Regions from separate parts of the Mus musculus genome. Here all the other regions are linked to region 2. The links are chromatin contacts, called in public HiChIP or PLAC-seq and promoter capture Hi-C maps. All regions are on one chromosome and are shown on one strand. The core of a region is the stretch at or near the end of the contact, and the rest is flanking DNA. Distances in the headings are between cores, read along the strand shown.

Region 1 (3,968 bases), core at 1,070-3,569, 2.0 Mb after region 2:
GGGAGGTAAGGCCTGCAGCGGGCTGGACAAACAAAAGAGATGATCACACACAGGGAAAAATATTTTGCTTACCATCTGAGGTCAGTTCCTCCTGTCTTCCCTTGAGGCCCCACTCACCTTCACAAGGGCAACCTGGCCACCAGTCTCTAGAGCAAGGAATCCAGTGCAGAATCCGAGATTGGTTTGTTGTTTTGGTTTATTTTTGTTTGTTTTCTGAGACAGGTTTTCTCTGTGTAGCCCTGGCTGTCCTGGAACTCACTCTGTAGACGAGGCTGGCTTCGAACTCAGAGATCCTTTTGCCTCTGCCTCCCACCACTACCAGGTTAGAGGAATAATAGTTTGTTTTTTGTTTTTGTTTGTTTGTTTGTTTGTTTGTTTTGTTTTTGTTTTTTTGAGAGAGGGTTTCTCTGTACAGCCTTGGCTGTCCTGGAACTCACTTTGTAGACCAGGCTGGCCTCGAACTCAGAGATCCTCTTGCCTCTGCCTCCCACCACTACCAGGTTAAAGGAATACTAGTTTTTCTTCAAACCTGATCCCAAGGAAATGTAGGCAGAGACCTAGGTCCCAGCCCCCAGACTATCTGTCTCTAGCTAAGCAGGCTCCCCAGAGCCTGGCGTGGCGGGATTTCCTGCACAGTACTCTGGGCCTTGGGAGAACTGGAACAAGTAGGTTGTGTCCAGGCTCTGGAAGCCAAGAACTCCAGCGTGCACCTGAAAGAGGTCCCAGCGAGGCAGAATGGCAAAGGCACGGAGGCCACCCCTTCCAGTTACCTGGAGCTCCACCTGGTTTGGCAAGTGTCGTGAGAGAGGCTCCCTGCATCCTCTATACACTCGTGGTGGTTCTGGCTGACTCGCCAGGAGGGTTGGTTTCCCGACACACGTGAAGCGAAAGGGAAGGGATTTTAGAAACAAACTCGAAACTTTCTCCCAAGCTTGGGAGCTTGAGGTAAATGCTGGCGAGAAACCCAGCAGTACCTGAAATGAGAGGTTACCCAGGACTGGGACTGGCTGCAGCAGAGCCAGGCCAGCAACAGATAGCCCCTCACCAGAAGCCCTGAGGAAGAAACAGTGGCCAACGGCCCTGTAACCCGGGCTCGGTTCCATTCCCACTATGATACCGGAACAGAGGCTCTGAGAGTATGAAACTCAGCTCACCTCTGGCATTATCACCTGCAGAAGATCTATTTATGAAGCCAGTCCACCCACGGAACCACAAGCGGGTGCCAGCTCTGTACAGCTCTCTAAACAACTAATTCTAGCTCTTTTGAGATCTGCTAAGAACCATTCTAAGGCCAGCATTGGTGGTACACTTTTTCAATCCCAGCCCTTAGGAGACAGAGGCTGGAGGACCTCTGAGAGTTTGAGGTCAGCCAGCCTGGCCTGTGTAGTGAAATACAGAACAGGGCAGTGGTGGCACACGCCTTTAATCCCAGCACTCAGGAGGTAGAGGCAGTCGGGTTTCTGAGTTCGAGGCCAGCCTGGTCTACAAAGTATGTTCCAGGCCAGCCAGGGCTATACAGAGAAACCCTGTCTCGAAAAACCAAAAAGAGAGGGGGGGGGAGGGAGGGAGGGAGGGAGGGAGGGAGGGAGGAAGGGAGGGAGGGAGGGAGGGAGGAAGAAAGAAAGAAAGAAAGAAAGAAAGAAAGAAAGAAAGAAAGAAAGAAAGAAAGAAAGAAAGAAAGAAAGAAAGAAAGAAAGAAAAGCCATGGATGTGTAGAGAAACCCTGTCTTGGGTTGGGAGCAGGGGTAAGAACCATTCTGAGCCCTGAGCCTGATTCACACCTGTAAGCACATCACCAGGGACATTAAGACAAGAAGCTACTATGAGTTCAGTCAACTTGACCTCTGAAGGGAGATCTGCCTCACAAAAACAAAAAACAAAAAAAACATAGTGTGCAAGATGGTTCATTGGATACAAACACTTGCCTCTGTCCAACACCCTAGTTTGACTCTTGAGACCAACACAGTAAGTAGGAAAGAACACACTCCCTCCAGTGTTCTCTGACCCCCACTCATGTGGCACGGCATGTGTGCAGACACAGTAAATAGATGTGAAAAGCATAAATAAGTAAAGATAACCAATGACAATAGCTACGCAAGCACATTGTCTTGAACCTTCGAATTTTGACCCTAGAGGTTTTTAACACTCAGAAAAACAGGGTGAATAGTCATGTCTCTGACTCTTCAACCACATGGGCCCCAGATGCCAGAGTGCCTGTGGGGAACAGGAGGGCTGAAGGTGGGTTTCCTGCTGTCTGGGTTGAGCGGAGCATTTCCTGTGCCCTGGCCTTATTAGCACACCGGTGGAGGGTGCTTCCTGTCAGCGACTTTCCATTCTGCCAGAGTGGTTTGCTGTTTTCACACTGCCCTGGGGGTTGGAGGAAGAAGATTTTCTCACGAAAACGCTGGGCCTCTTGACAGTCGCCTCCCTACTCCCCCACAGGCCCCTCATGTTTCCATCAACTGGCAGAAACTAGAGAGTGGCCCTACTGCTTCACACTGGGAGCACAGACAGCTGGGTGAGAAAGAGCACGGCTCCTGCAGTGGGCATTGTGGCCACCTCCAGTAGACCAACTCTGATGAACCTTCTACCAACTCAGCCTGGAATTTCAGGTGAAGGTAGGGAGGTTTGGGTCTTATTACTATTGTTGTTGCTGTTAGTAGTAGTAGTGGTGGTACAGCCGTTCTGTGTGTGTGTGTGTGTGTGTGTGTGTGTGTGTGTGTGTGTGTGTCTCGGAAGATCAGAAGATAATTTGTAGGAACCGGTTCTTGCCTTCCACTATGCATGCAGAGGGTAAACTTGGGTCATTAAACTGGCAGTAAGTACCTTTACCTGCAGAGCCATCGCACCAGCCCAAAGAAGGCAGTTTGTTGGGAGAACATTCTAGAACAGAAGATTAAAAGCTTCAGAAAGAAACAAAAACTAAAAACCAGTTTTGTATGTGAGAACCTTGGTGAATATGATCTAGGAAGAATGACTGGGAGGTGGCTGCATTGCATGAGGTACTCGAAGCCCTGGGGTTCCAGCTCCAGAACCACCTTCATGAGTGCGGTGGTGCACACCTGGAAATCCCAGTGCTGAGGGAGCAGAGGCAGAGGATCAGAGTTCAAGATCCTACACCCCCCATATATGTATATGTATATGTATATGTATATGTATATGTATATGTATATGTATATGTATATGTATATGTATATGTATGTGTATATATGTGTATATATATATATACATATATATATATGTATATATATATATATCATCTTGGGTACTTAAATAAGAAATTTCAATAGTACAAAATGATACAATTTGGAATACATAGGGATTTGGAGAATTTTCTGTCATTCTATTATCTACTTTTTTTTTAAAAGGTGATTATATGCAAAATGCATACCAGTTTACCCTTTTTCCCCTCTATGAATCAGCAACTTAGAAAGAGCTAAGAAAAGTGGAAGCCATACTGGCTAGTCAGTCACGACACTGAAAAGGCTTAGAAGCTGCAAAGCCCCTCAGAGGTCCAGTGATGTACAGCACCCCGGCCCCTCCAGAGGTCACAAGAAGGAACTCAGAGCCCAGCACTCGGCAGGGGACTCTTGGCAGCCTGCAGGGGTGAGTGCTTTGGGAAAGTGAGCCCCAGGGTCCCCTGATCTCCTACAGGAATGGTCTATTTCCAACCCAGACCTGGGTCCACCAAGATGAGCAAACTTGGGGAGCTAAGAGCTGTTTCCCCGAGGGATGCTGGGAGGGAAGAAAAGAGATACTGGGGTTGAGGGGAGAGGGACGGACTGACTGAGAGGTGAATTTCTGAGGGGATCTTCTTCCACTCAGAGGTCCTGACCTCTGCCCTTGAGATTTCCAACCTCTTGGCCTAATCCCTGCAATGAGTTTTTAGATCCTAAAGCCCTTGTCATGAGTGAGAAATGTAACTGCAGACGTCATAAAGTTTTAGGACCTTACAGAGCTAGTCACGG
Region 2 (3,851 bases), core at 92-2,591:
TCCCCAACACAGAGGCCTGGCTTCCTAAGCAGAGGCCTGGTGAGAGGATCAGAAGGCAGGGAGGAAGCCCTAGGGCCCAGTCCTGAAGGAAATCCCCAACCTAGCTCAGAGACAACTGTACTAACAGCCCCAGTCCTCTGAGCTTCTGCAGGATGCCAGGGTGTGTGTGTGTGTGTGTGTGTGTGTGTGTGTGTGTGTGTGTGTGTGTGTGTGTAATATGTGCTCCAAAAAGTACTGGCCCAGAAGAAAACTGAGCTGTGTCACTTGTTCGAGGTCATCCGTGTATTAAGTGTCAAATCTGAGTCAAAACTCAGTCTGCTTGCCTTTCAGAAACCCTGTCACCAAGATTCCAGAGTCTCATGATAAATGTCCCACCAAAGGCAAGTGAACCGCTTGCATGCAGTGATGGTGTCCCATTACAGTGTCCTGTCAAGGTGGGGAGGCCCGTCCATTCATGCACCACAGGAGGTAAGAAGTGGGTGGGACAAGTGGGTGGGATGGTCCTGACATCAAGTACTTGCTCCCAGTCTAGACCCTTGCTCTGACGGATCACAGCAGCACATGCAGAATAGACCCAGACCTGTGCCACTTGGATGAAACACCTGTCAGATAGATAACAGCTTGTTGGCTGACACTGCAACTCGCTCTCAGGCCCTTTCTACTCCCCTGCTGGCTCTTTGAGATCTCAGTAGTCCTCACCTGCCACCAAGACTTTCTTTTCCATCTGGTTCTTTCAGGAAAAAAGAAAACTCATACCTGCACTCTGGGGCTACCAAGCCAGATGCACACACACACACACACACACACACACACACACACACACACACTCGCGGGCACTTTCTCTCAGGAAAAGAGAGAGAGGAAAGGGGTGGCACGGATGTCCTCATCCCTCAGCTTTACAATGAGTGTCAGTGGCCCACAGAATCGCTGATTGTTCTGTAGGACCTGCAGGCGGTGGGGGGCAGGGTCACCCTGGGTCTAGAGCACGCGAAAGTCAGCTGCCCTGGAAGCCCCGGGATGGGGAGGGACCCAGAGTTTTCAGGAAAGGGAAACACTGCCGAGCTAACTCTAGCCACTTCCCACCACCTCCCTCTTGGGATCACTCTTCCTACAAACTTTTCTTGCAAGCGACAGGGCTGCGACAGGACCGGAAAAACCAATAGGCGCAGGGTGCGACCCAGGCGCTCCGGCAGTTGCGGGGACCCGAGGCGGACCACCCGGGGTAACACTCACCTGGCAGCTGCTGGGAGGCGCACGGGCGACAGCTCTCAGGGAAGCGGTGACTGGCTGCGCCGGAGTGCGCGCCGTTTTGTTTCCCCCTCCGGAAGGCGTTTCCCGCGCCACGCCAACCAGTAGGCTTTGCACACTGCACCACAACAGGGCTGATGTCACGGAGAAGCTGTCCCCTCCCCCATCCAAAACCTAGGGTCGGGAGCCCGGGCGTGGCTGCCGCCCCAGCCGTGACTTCTCTTTGCACCCTATGGCGATCTCTGGGGGCAAATCTTTACACAGAGGTGAGGGATGGGGTTAAGAGGTTCCTGGTCTGCCATGTGGGAAAGCGGAGACCTAACTGTGAGATCAGACTAAAGATAAACTTGGGCCCCCTAGGGAAGAGAGTGAAGGTCCTTAAATTTTCGGGTTCCGATGGCACAATGTTAAGGGGACTAACTTGCACTCCAGAATAAGACAAGCAAGGCCCCACTTCCTGTGACTTACTTCTGCCAGACAGCTGGCTTTAGGTTCATCAGTAAAAGGGCTATGTGCCACCGAGATGTGATGGGGGATGAGATACTATAACACCCGGGAGCACTTAGCCTAGCTGCCCTCCTCCAGGGGCTCTTGTCCCTCTGCTTTCCCCATCTCCCTGCCACCCACAAGAGATCATTCTACCGCTCCTGAGTGGATCTTCCTCTGGGCTAACCTACAGAATGACAAACACAGTCTCAAGCCACTGAAAACTGCCTCTGGGGTGATTAACAATATGTGTTACTGGGCCCACCTGCTCCCAGTCCGCAGAGCAGCCTGTCCAGAAATCCAATCCTAGAGGTGAACTGATGCCCCTGGGACTTAAAACGGAAGGCCCACTTTCTTTCTTTCCTTCTTTTTAATTTATTCCATGTATGTGGATACATTGTCGCTGTCTTTAGACACACCAGAAGAGGGCATCTGGAAGAGCAGTCTGTGCTCTTAACCACTGAGCCATGTCTCCAGCCCAGCCCATTTTCACTATGGGTACAAACAGCTCCAAGCAAGAAGCACAACACTTTCCTTGGGACCTAACGAAGTGAAGAATCTGCAAGGAAAACTATGTTCCTAGTAACAGGGGCTATGGGTGGGAGTGTTAGAGCCTCAAAGGAGGCCCTCTTCTATTTCATAGGATAATTACTGTTATTTGTTGTGTTCTGTAAAGTTGTTTTTGTTTTTATTTTGTTTGAGACAGAGGCTCACTGTGTATCCCTGGCTGGCCTGGAACTCACTATGTAGACCAGAATGGCCTTGAACTCAGAGTTTTCCCTGTGACGTTAAGATTAAAAGAGCTAGTTCCCACCATCATTATTCTTTACTATTACAAGATCAAAAGGACTTGAGGACTGCCGTCATCACTGCAGGTTGGATCATTATTATCATTGCTGGCTGAATTACATTATTCTCACCAAGCACAGGCAGTGTCAGGAACTAAGCCACACTCAAATTGCAGCATGATGTCACATGCTGTGTGGATTTGCCTGTTTGGACCTCTCCTGCCTGCCACACTTTTCGCAGAGGAGATGCGTGCTATGTTCATTGGGGAACAGTCACATGTGTTAGGCGGCCATCTCAAAAGTATCTCTAGGTACAGCTTGCTATCTCCTTCACTCTTCCAGGGCTCAGACCCTCGTGGGCTTCCTTTAAAGCCCTGGGGCTTGATTCTGTGGCACTAGACTTGCAATCCCAGCTCTTCTGGAAGCTGAGACAAGAACACAAGCTCAAGACCTGCCTGAGCTACAGAGCTATTGAAAGGCCAGTCTGTGGACTTAGCGAAGCCTTGACTCAAAACAAAAAGGGCCAGTGAATTGGCTCAGCAAGTAAGGGAGCTTGCTGTGCAAAACCCACAGGAGAAGGAATGAGCCAACTCCCAAAAGTGACCTCCGCTCACACAGCTGGCTTGTGAATGCCTACCTAACCAACTGCTAACACCACGCACACAAGCACACACACACACACACACACACACACACACACACACACACAGAGAGAGAGAGAGAGAGAGAGAGAGAGTGTGTGTGTGTGAATGAATGAATGAATAAAATTCAAATACAAAATCAAAAGTAAGCCGTGGATATAGCTCAGGGGTAGAACACATGCTAGTATGTATACAGCTTCATCCCCCAGTTCTGACGTCATTCCCCAGTTTTATAAATAAAGAGAGACAAGTCAGGGATAGAGCTGGGTTGTTGAATTTACTCTCTTCCAGGAATAAAGCTAAGCATCTCATGATTCAGAAGATGAGACATTTATCTGGCCTGTTTTTTTGTTTTTGATTTTGTTTTTCTTTCTCCCATAAGTCACGTCTACCCATTTAGCTCAACTCACCATTCAAGAGAGCCCTACTGTCCTGGTAAATTTTGGTTGTCAACGACCCAGAGTTACCTGGGGCGAGGGAACCCAAGTCAAGAATCCTTTCCATCTGACTGGTCTGTGAGTATGTCTGTGGACTTTTCTTCCCTGCTAATAGTTGATTGGTTAGGAAGGTCTAGCCTATCCAGGGCAGCCCAGCTGTATTTTAAAAGATAGCTGAGCCAGGCGTGGTGGTACATACCTTTCATTCCAGTAGAAGCAGATAGGTCTCTGAGTTGGAGGCCAGCCTGGTC
Region 3 (3,458 bases), core at 701-3,200, 2.7 Mb after region 2:
TAGAGCCCAAAATAAACGAATTGCCCTTCCCTTACCCAGTGCTCCAGTGGAAAGGAAAATGGATAGGCTTGCCTTCTGGCCAGGCCTGGGAGCTTGATCAGATTCAGACAGACACACCCATGCACTCAGCAGTAAGCTCTGAGCTACAAGAGCCAAACCTTGGGCTTCCCAAAAGCCAAAGGAGAAGCAGCCCCAGTCTGGGTCCAGGGCTCTTGTTCAAAGCCACCGTCTCCTCAGACACTGCAGGCCGTCAGGCAGGGCTATAAAATGTGCCTCGACTGAATTTTTCCACGGACACAGCCCCGAATGGGACTACCAGGCTCTGAAGGAGCGTCAGGCTCGCTGACTGGGCTCCAGGAGCTGCAGCTGGAAAGAGGGAGGCTATTTGTGTGTCAGGGTTGCCATTTCTCTCCTGAATCTCTTTCCAAGGCCTAGTGGGAGCAAATCGAGTAAGTTTTCATTCAGGGCTGGTTTGGGGCTGGAATTCAGTGCAAATTGCTTACATCTGCTTGGCCATGTCCCAGACAAGCAGGTAGTTTAGAGAAAGGAGGGGCTGTATCAGCCCACTTCTGTAGCCCAGGTAGCTTGCCAGCCGCTAAGGAATCAAAGGCCTGCTAGGGTCTATCAGTCCAGGCTGCAGAACTCTCTGACCAAGTTGAATAAAAACACCAGGGCAACCAGAGACAATAGGACTTTCACCCTAAATATGACTGGTGGGCTGGGACTGGGAAACCACAAAGATACCTAAAGGGAGGTGAGATGTAGGGCCAGGTTAGCCTGAAGGAGCAATGGCAGAGTTTAGACACTTCAACCTCTGCACAACAAGGGTGAATGCACTAACCTCATACATTTGGTAACCTCTTTCCACACCCCAGAAGCCTGCCAAGCCCCTGGACTTTTCACCCCACCCACCCCAGCTTGGCAGTTTTGCTGGGGCTTCCAGCTTCTATCATCGCACCAAAGCTGCAGCTGTGTAAAACTGAAAAATGAGGGGCAAGTACTGCCCAGGAGAGGAGCACTTTCCCGGAGGGCCGGGGACTCGGGCCTGAAGGTCCTAGTCTCTCCTGCAAGCTTTCAGTCTTCTGCTTTTGCAGTATCCTTATAAGGCCAACCCTACCCTCCGCCTGGCCGAAAATGTGTACCGTCCCGAGGTTGGACGCTGACTTCTCACTCCCGCTGCACAGGAAGGCACCACTCCCACCACCCCCCACTCCAGGACAGGTTTTGCTCTTAAACAAACTAATAAACAAATCGACTCCAAAGCGGTCCCCTGGTCCCAGCTCGTCTTGCAGCTGCACCCGGGAAGTGTGTTCCGGAGGAGGAGGCGGGTGCAAGCCCGGCGAGGCCGCGAGTCGCGGGCGAGCCGTGGGGCGGGGGCGAGCAACCTGCAGTGCTCGGAGGACCCGGCTGGGCTCTCGGCCCTGCCATTGTTGGCCCCGGCGCTGGCGCTTCGGGGCGGGAGCTCTGCCCACGTCGCCCCGACTAAGAGGGCGCTCCGCAGCCCCGGGGTCGTCCTCCCCGCCGCGTGCTCTTCCTACCTGCGCTGGCCGCGGGTTCTGCCGCGACACCCTGACTGTCGTGGCTGGGTGTCTAGGGCTCCGCCGACCCGGCTCGCTCGGAAGATCCAGGCGGCTCCAGCCCCCGCGTGATGTTCAGTGTCGCCTGCTCCCTTCGCTCGCACCGCGCGGGCACTGGGATCCCCGCAGCAGGAGACACACGGGCAAGCGACGGGCGTGGGGGCCGGGCCCGGGCCCGGTGCTGTCTGCCGGGAGCGTGCACGAGCTCGCAGTCAGGCAGCCCCGGGTGAGACAATAGCGCGAACGGCGAGCGAGCGGGGAGAAGCCATCTCCCGGACAGCCGGCGCACTGCACGGCGCGCGAGGCTCACCGGCTCCTGCCAGGACCGCGGCCCAGGCCGCCGGCAACAGCCGCAACGCCGAATCGCCTAGTCGCGGGAGCCAGAGGGCGGGGCGGCGGGAACACGGGCCCCCTCCCTCCCCTCTTCCTCTCCCCCTCCCCTCCCCCTCCCGCTCCCGCCTCCGCACCGTGTGCGGCGTCCTGAGCAGACCCCGGGGGCCAGCAATCCCACTTCCCGCTGGCAGATTGTCGTCGTTTTCCAGGCTGGAACCCCTTGCTCTGGGTCAGGTGAAACAAGCCAGATCACCTTATTGGAAGCGACACGGGCTGGGCGTTCAGTTATCCGTTCGAAAATTTCCTCTCATAATTATGCATGATAGGGATGCTCTAAAGAACTACCACCTTCGTGGGGGAGGCTGTGTTGGCACTTTTCTCTCCCGTTTGCTCAAGGGCGGTCTTCCAACCTGAGTGGGGAGGAGAAGTAGAGAAGCCTCCAACCCTATTAAGGTAGGAAGCAAACTTTGAAACTGTGTTATTTTCTCCGGGCACCTCCCTTAAAGCACCTGTGTCAAGCATTTTCCTAAGGGCTCTACCCAGTACTGGCCAGCTCCGTTTGCATAATAACTAGGGTCTCGGATCTCCAAGTACACTTTCTTCAACCAGGAACTTGTTCTTTGCTATCTTCCTTTCTTTGCCAGTCACACTGGGATTCAGCCTTCTTCCTCAGTACCCCTTCAAGCCTTGGTGGGAGAAGGTGTCTCAGCTCCCATGCCCTCTGCTCTCTAGCTAAGGCTTCTATGGAAACATCTGTTAAGCATCCCTTGCCTTGCCCCAAGGAAATATTTAAGATACTACCATTTCAGTCTATCAAAGTCAGAAAGGTCTTTATAAAACACATGGGGCCTTTGATCCCGCCCCCTTATTTGCATGAAACTCTGTAAGAAACCGGAGCAGTTTTCCAGGAGACAAGGGCTAAAGCCTTCCTAGGTTGGTAGAGGTAGAAACTGGGGAGAGCTCACAAAGAGGAGAGCTGTCTAGTAGAATGAGGATTTGAACAACTAGAGGAAGTCCTGTGGTGGAGAAAAGCAGTACAAAAGGGGAGTCCCTAAGCCAGGTCCTCAATCAGCACCTGGGAGGCAGAAGCACCCCAACGGGTGTGGTGTGTAACTCCAGGAGAGCTGCTGCTTTTTCTCCTGGCCTCTGCAGGCATCCATATGCATGTGCACACCCCCACAAGCATATACAGAATCTAAAAATAAATTCAATCTTAACCCCCACCCCCAAAAAGTCGAGTTCACAATTCTAAAGTATTTGAGGGAGAATATTGTTTTGTTTTCATCGAGGATGAAATGGAACGGTTAGATAGAAACCTCATGGGCATCACTAGGTGAGTGAAGAGAAAAAGAAGCCTGTGAGAGCTAAATCAGGTTCCGGTGGCTTGATGGTGAAAGACTCGTTCTAGAAGCTTAACAACTAGAGGAGGAATACAAAGGAGCATGAAAGATCAGGTATGGAAGTGTTGTTTGGCACAGGTTTTCCCATGTAGCTGAGGCTGCCATTTGAACTTGATATGTAGCCCAGGCTGGCTTCAAATTCATGATT

What was found. Promoter capture Hi-C pulls out the DNA fragments that hold promoters and counts their contacts. HiChIP or PLAC-seq counts read pairs in DNA pulled down with a chosen protein or histone mark.
Region 1: an H3K27ac HiChIP or PLAC-seq map of large pre-B cells shows a contact between it and region 2, with 5 times the contacts expected there. The contact joins the promoter of Lax1 here to the promoter of Csrp1 in region 2. A contact is called at or near these places in 1 of 484 Hi-C or Micro-C datasets (B cells) and 1 of 115 datasets of contacts at active chromatin or transcription factors (large pre-B cells).
Region 3: a contact with region 2 is called in a promoter capture Hi-C map of embryonic stem cells, with 4 times the contacts expected there. The contact joins the promoter of Pik3c2b here to the promoter of Csrp1 in region 2.

Annotation. Positions count from the first base shown.
Region 1 is chr1:133,688,459-133,692,426 of GRCm38.p6, reverse strand. It overlaps Lax1 (lymphocyte transmembrane adaptor 1), which reads left to right and starts at 2,319. Exons shown (of 6, transcript NM_001159649.1): 1 at 2,319-2,618; 2 at 3,423-3,606. The coding sequence starts at 3,521.
Region 2 is chr1:135,726,657-135,730,507 of GRCm38.p6, reverse strand. Csrp1 (cysteine and glycine-rich protein 1) reads right to left here and starts at 1,341. Exons shown (of 6, transcript NM_007791.6): 1 at 1,234-1,341.
Region 3 is chr1:133,044,504-133,047,961 of GRCm38.p6, reverse strand. Pik3c2b (phosphatidylinositol-4-phosphate 3-kinase catalytic subunit type 2 beta) reads right to left here and starts at 1,950. Exons shown (of 33, transcript NM_001099276.2): 1 at 1,539-1,950.